2 separate regions of the Triticum aestivum genome follow, and region 1 is linked to region 2. Evidence: chromatin contacts called from public Hi-C data. All regions are on one chromosome and are shown on one strand. Each heading gives the region's core, a stretch centred on a gene start, on an enhancer-like site or on the middle of the called end of the contact. The rest is flanking DNA. Distances are from core to core; before and after follow the strand shown.

Region 1 (3,071 bases), core at 504-3,003, 280 kb after region 2:
GCGCACGAAGGCATACACGGCGGTCGAGGACAAGCTTCTATGCGAGTGTTGGCGAGACATTGGACAAGACCCCAAGACGGGCGTCGAACAAAAGCATTCAACCTTTTGGATCCGTGTCCACCAGGAGTTTCATGAGCGCAAGAAGTTTCTGCCTTACCAAATTGTGAGCACGCGCGGGTGGGTGTCCATTTCGAAGCGATGTAGGGTGATCCGACAAGAGTGCAACAAGTTTTGTGCCACTCTTGAGAGCGTCAAGGCCCGCCCCGTGAGCGGCATCGGCATGCAAGACATGGTATGCTAGCAAGCCGCCCTCTTTTGTGTCATCAAGTTCATGCTTGCATGTTCATTTGCATACCATTTACCAATATGCTTGCATGGAAACATTTTGTAGGCATTTCAAGCTTTGGAGATATTCAAGGTCCAACACAATGGCAAGTGCTTCAACCTCTTCCATTGCTTTCGGGTCATCACGGACGATGAGAAGTTCAAGGCGCAATATGTCGCCTTCAAGTCGCGTGGGGGGAAGCAAGCTGTGGAGGAGGTTGGGGACGGCGAGCCGGCACGGCCGCGGGGGAAGACCAACTCCAAGAAGGAGGACAACCGGGATGCGGCATCCAACGCCTTGATCGCAAGCATGGAGGGCATGATGAATAAGAAGGGCTCAAGGGAGGAGGAGCGTCGGCGTTTCAAAGAAGAGCAAATGAACGCCTTCATGGAGATTCAAAGGAGGAGGCTTGAGATGGACGCGGAGAAGCAAGCCAAGATGCTTGAGCTGAAGGAGGAGAAGCAAGCCAAGATGCTACAGATCGAGGCCACCAACGCAAGACCAAGGCAAAAGAAGTGGCTCTCGCGAGCATGATGACCGGGGTGAAGATCATGAAGGTGGATCTTAACACCGTGTCGCCAAGAAAAAGGCCGTGGTTCGAGAAGATGCAGGCCAACGTGCTCAAGTTCACCGACCAGTGATCTCGTGGCCCCGAGCGCCTTCCTTTTTGTATGTCAGCTTGTGTGCTGGCATGACCATGGGGCCGCGATGGCGTGGTCGAACTCAAGTCCCACCCCTTTTTTGTGCTGGCATGTGTGCCGGCCGCTGGCGAGTGCGCCAGCGCGAACTATGTGGTGATATTTTTTGAAAGCGGCAATGTATGCAGGCGTCGGCATGGTGTCGACATGAGGCATGACCGTTGGCATTAATCTATGCGCAGCAGACCTTCTTTAAAAATTAAATGCGGACATGAAAATGGGTCGGCGCGTTAGGCGGACGGCCGATCCAAATACAAAACAGAATGGATGCCAGGCGGGCGGCCGACTCAAACGATAAAAAAGAATAAATGCGCCGTCTGTTTGGATCGGTCCGTTGAAGTTGCTCTACACGTTATTATATAGCCAAGACCGCAACCAACTGGTACTGTGATACACGAAAGCAACACCTGCACATAGAACTGAACCTCCTTTTTCTTATCGAACACAACGTCATCTCAATGTATAGTCAAAACGAAGGAGAAAAGAACACGTTGAAAAAATTTAGCTCCGGTCTTGTGTAGAACCTCCTAGTTCTACTAGGACACGGAAGTTTCCAGACTTGCCTCCAATTTGTGCTCCTTGTTACGCGGCAAACCTGTGGCATTGGTTTCAGTTCAAGGGTAGGCGAGGAGAGCGCGAGGCTGATGAGGCAGCGAACCAGCGCCGCGCACGGCGGGTGGCTCGCATCCACCGGTGCTAGTTCCGGAGGCTTCGGGTTTGTCGCCTCCGGTGATCCATCCGCATTGGCATTGTCACTTTCCAGGCGCACAACGCAACGGGACGACAGACAACCGAGCCAAGCAAACCAGCGCCCCAAAATTTGGTTGGAGTTGCGCGTGGAAAAGAAGACTAGCGTGCAAATTGAGGACGCAGCCATTTGTAGGAGACTGCAGCCAGCACCGAAGCAGCACGACTCCACGTCCTTGCAGACCTTACCCTACTCGTCTCGCCACAGATGCAGCCGCTAACATCAGTGAAATCGCTGGTGCAAAGCATGCCAGCATTTATTTTTTTAAACGGAGGCAAAAATTTTGCCTTATCTATTAATTAAGAAGAAGAGAGTTACCTAGTTAATTTATGGAAAACCAGACGAAAACCATCACAACCATGCTCAAAAGCACGACCCCATCCACATGTGAACTACTCCCGAATCATGGAGCCACAGGACCGAAGCACCCAACACACTACTACTGCAACCCACAACATATGGGTCCCTATACTGCAAAAGAAAACCAATCGACATAATGCAACTCGAGGAAAACACATCGACGAAAACCACCCCCATGACCGAGCACACGTCTGCAACTCAGAAAGCCGAGAACCATCCATCATGGAACCATTTACGCCTCCCCTCTAGCGCTATCCTTCTTGCTTTTGCTCCTGCAAGATTTCTCTTTGAGGATGCCAGATCTAGAGTTAGCGCCACCCTTCTTGTGCTTCTCCCTCAAAGCTTTTTCCTCCAAGAGGCATCCAATCGTCTTTCCAGAATTTTTAGAGTCCAGGTTGGCTACGAATTCACAAATCTTGGTGGCTAAAAGGACACCAGGATTAGGCACCAACACTCCGGCCACAACAATTTTATCAGCCATAGGAACCACACCTCCAAAGGGTTCAAGCGATCGCGTGTTAACCATGTCTGGACCATCACCCTCCACACATGCATACTCCGACTGACTAGGCTTCAACGGAGGTGGAGAGGGCGTCGAGGCAACCGTCACCGCCCCAAGCGAGCCCACCTTCGAGAGCACCATCGATATAGGCGAAGATGGTTCCACACTTAACACCTGCAACTCAGGCATACATTGTAGCACCGGAGTCACGCCCTCGATGACGACCTCACTGGATGCCAGCATTGGAAGTTTGGAACACAAGATCTGATCTGCGTGGCTAACTGCACCCTTCATCAGGAGCAGGACTGTACTGTCATGTCACACGCCGTAGCGGTTAATTAACAAACTTGGTTCGTCAAAACTTTGTTCCTGCACATGGTGCCGAAGACGACAGCAACCTGTCTGAAACATCACAACTTACACATGTTTGGATACCAA
Region 2 (3,258 bases), core at 160-2,659:
ATCGATGGTTCACATATAAAATTTTAGGGCCACATTCTTGAGCGTTTGGAGAAACAAAAAGAGTGAAGTTCGAGAAAAGAAAAATTGCGGCACATGTTCTTTTTATGTGTCCCACATACCATTGATTTTCATTCCGATTATTGGTGTGTAACATTGTATACTGCAGCCACGATTTTTTGAGATTTATAGTATAGAAATACTCCCTCCGTTCCAAAATAGATGACCTCTAAGTCATCTATTTTGGAACGGAGGGAGTACAACACAACCTCACTAATTCGTAAGGAAATTTATCTTTGATGCACGCTCGCCTTCACGCAATCTCCGGCTTCCAGTTAAATTTGTACTGCTCGTAATCTGAGCGTTTTTGTATGGCCTCCAGGCTATGGAACTTGTAAACCACCACCTCAGATCACGTTTAGCACATTTATAACATGGACGATTTTTGCAAAGAACTAGGTGCCTGCTTGTCGTCTAAAACAAACAGGCAGTCCTAAGAGGGGTCAAACCTCTGCTTTGATAGTACTCCCTCCGTTCCAAAATACTTGACCCCCACTTGTCTACATATGGATGTATCTATACTTGTTTAGTGTCTAAATACATCCATCTCTAGACAAATGAAAGTCATCTAATTTGGAACGGAGGGAGTAGTACACTAGCTGTTTCTTCCTGTTACGATGCTATGATATATACTCCCTCCGTCCCATAATATAACGTTTTCTGCCACTAGTACGGAGGGAGTACTTTGTAGCCAAACGCAGAGGCTGCACTAGAGTGCCCTCGTCGCATGGCAATGGCATGTCCGGATTTTCTGGGGCAGCGGTCTCCCGCACCGTATATATAGGACGAGATCGATGCCTCGTACCTCCCCGACACACAAGCCAACCGCACCCTCCCGTGATGATCCAAGTCATCACACCAAGACGGCAAGACGAGTACAGGACCCAATGTTCAGAATTCAAATCCCGCACCCTCCCGTCCTGATCCCCGACGAGATCCAACGAAGCAGCCAAACAATAGAGACCGAAAGCTCAAACCCCATACGTGAAACCAGGCCGACAAATCCAGATGCGCGCATCTCGGCACAACCCGGCGAGATATTCGAACTTAAAAAGCAACGAGAGTCGGAGGAGAGAGAGAGAGAGAGAGAGAGAAAAGGCAGGACAGGGATAGGATGCGGGCGCTCACTCATCGTCGAACATGAGGCGCCTCTGGACCTCGTCCATCCCGGCGTCGTCGCCCGTGCCGGCCATGTCTCGCGGCGGAGGAGTCCGGGCGGGCGGCGACCCGAGAGGTCTGCGGCCGTGCGCAGTGTGTATGCGCTGCGCAGGGGTGGGGCGAGGACAGGTGAGGACTGAGGCGGGGGGCTGATAAATAACGGGGAGGGGGGCCGGCGGCGCGGCGTTGTGGGCCCGGTGTGTCAGCGAATATATCCACGCGAGCAAGCGGGGATTCCCTGCGGTCCGAACTGCTGCGAGGCTCCGGCGCTCGCGAGGGGGGCGTTTACGTATCCGCTTCGGTCGCTGAGCGATGGGCCCCGGGCTGCGTTTCCTATGTATGGGTCTTTTTTTTTTGCGGGGTACCTATGTATGGGTCTGTTCTTTGACTGCTCTGGGTCAGAAACGTGGTGTCGAGTTGGACTTGGATCGGATCGGTTTAAATCGAGAGGCGAGACATGCCATACGAGGGACCATACCAAATAAGTTCAAAAATTACCTCAAAAAAAAAGGCAGCTTTTTAAAAATGACATTATTTTATGGTAATCGTACTGCGTGCACGTTCAGGGCAAAGTCTTGCCACGCGACGGGCTTGCAGCTTGCAGCCTGCAGCCATGGCCCTTGAGGGCATGCGATGGGTGCATGCGATGATGATGTGATGTAAGGGCATGTACAATGGTATTATTTTAAAAATAAACTAATATTTTCTTTGGTAAGTCAACAAAATCTTACCAAATAAGTGCTTAATAGTAATATGACAGTTAGATCATGATGATTACATACAAAAATCTCTAAGATTTTAATGATGATTACAGGCAGTCACATAGACTAATATATTAGAATGATTATACTCTGTTGCAAAGCACAAACATTTATCCAATATAAGATGAAACAAGCGTGTGGACATATGTCTTCTCTTGTTTGTAGGAATATATTCTTCCGGGGTAAAATTCATGTTTTCTTTAGTTGCCATGTTTTCTTGTTTGCCTGGAATTGAATGGCGGAAAAATGACCATCTAACATCTTTGTTGGACCGCGCGGGAGGCATGGTGAGCAATATTCAAATTATTCAAATTAAAAAAGAACATCTTTGTTTGATAGTCAGACTATTGTTGGCACACAAATTGCATCTCCTCCGTTTCAATGGGAAAAAAGGATTATCCCTAACTTTGTGTTGGCATAGCAATATGTAGCGTACAACCACACATACATGCGATTATCCCTAACAAACATATATGAAATCAAAACCCACACACAACGAAGGCCACTATTTTTTATCACTCATGAGATCGATTTTTCCAAGGATGGTTGAGTGTCAGTCTTTCGCTAGTCTTTATGTCACGAGTCATCAATTGTGCTTGTCCATTTACTCCACCTCACTTGCCTCACGATGAGTTGTCGGGTAGTGCCGCCTCCGCGGCACATCATCCCTGCTCGCAGTGTCACGTTACCTCCACTAGCACCCCTACCCCCACCCCCTCACGCGTGCCCTCACCTCTCTGTCATCACACTAACCCCAACATTTGGTGACGAACAACTCTCCTTCATCCCCATATCTATTTTTGATGTCTTTGAATATGTAGGCCTAGGTTTTTGTTTGCAAGAAATATCTTTATGTCACGAGTCATCTCTCATGGTTGTCCCTTTCATCCACCTCACTTGCCTCACATGAGTTGTTGGGTAGTGCCGCCTTAGGCGCACATCATCCCCGCTCGTACTGTCACGTTACCTCCACCAGCCCCCCCCCCCCCCCCCCCGCGGGCTCCCCTCATCTCTTCGCCATCACGCTAACTTTAGCATTTTGTGATGTACAACCCTCCGTCATTCTCATGTCTGTTTTGAACCCCTGGTCTTTGAATATGTAGGCCTAGGTTTTTGTTTGCAAGGAAATATAGGGCAGAAATACAAAAAGTACAAGATCATTGTAGACAAATAGAGTATATTTATAAACAAGCCGCATATCTTCCCATATTGTTCTTGTCATTAATCGTCATTACTCGCATCTCTTAGTGTAGTGACATGTTATTTGTAACTGCATGGACAC

The links. A called contact is a pair of places that touch in the nucleus more often than the background predicts.
Region 1: a Hi-C map of leaf shows a contact between it and region 2, with 3 times the contacts expected there. The contact joins the enhancer-like site here to the promoter of LOC123044608 in region 2. A contact is called at or near these places in 2 of 5 Hi-C or Micro-C datasets (both in leaf).

What each region holds. Positions count from the first base shown.
Region 1 is chr2B:251,302,643-251,305,713 of IWGSC CS RefSeq v2.1, forward strand. LOC123044609 (pentatricopeptide repeat-containing protein At4g18975, chloroplastic) reads right to left here. Exons shown (of 5, transcript XM_044467402.1): 5 at 3,013-3,071. Among protein-coding and RNA genes, the nearest start is that of LOC123044609, 7.8 kb to the right of the region's middle. Within about 2 kb of position 1,754, at least 1 of the 8 cell types and tissues checked has an H3K27ac peak or open chromatin away from gene starts, as enhancers often do. A contact at or near this core is called in leaf, where this site is marked.
Region 2 is chr2B:251,026,776-251,030,033 of IWGSC CS RefSeq v2.1, forward strand. It overlaps LOC123044608 (isopentenyl-diphosphate Delta-isomerase I), which reads right to left and starts at 1,410. Exons shown (of 7, transcript XM_044467401.1): 1 at 1,186-1,410. The coding sequence starts at 1,250.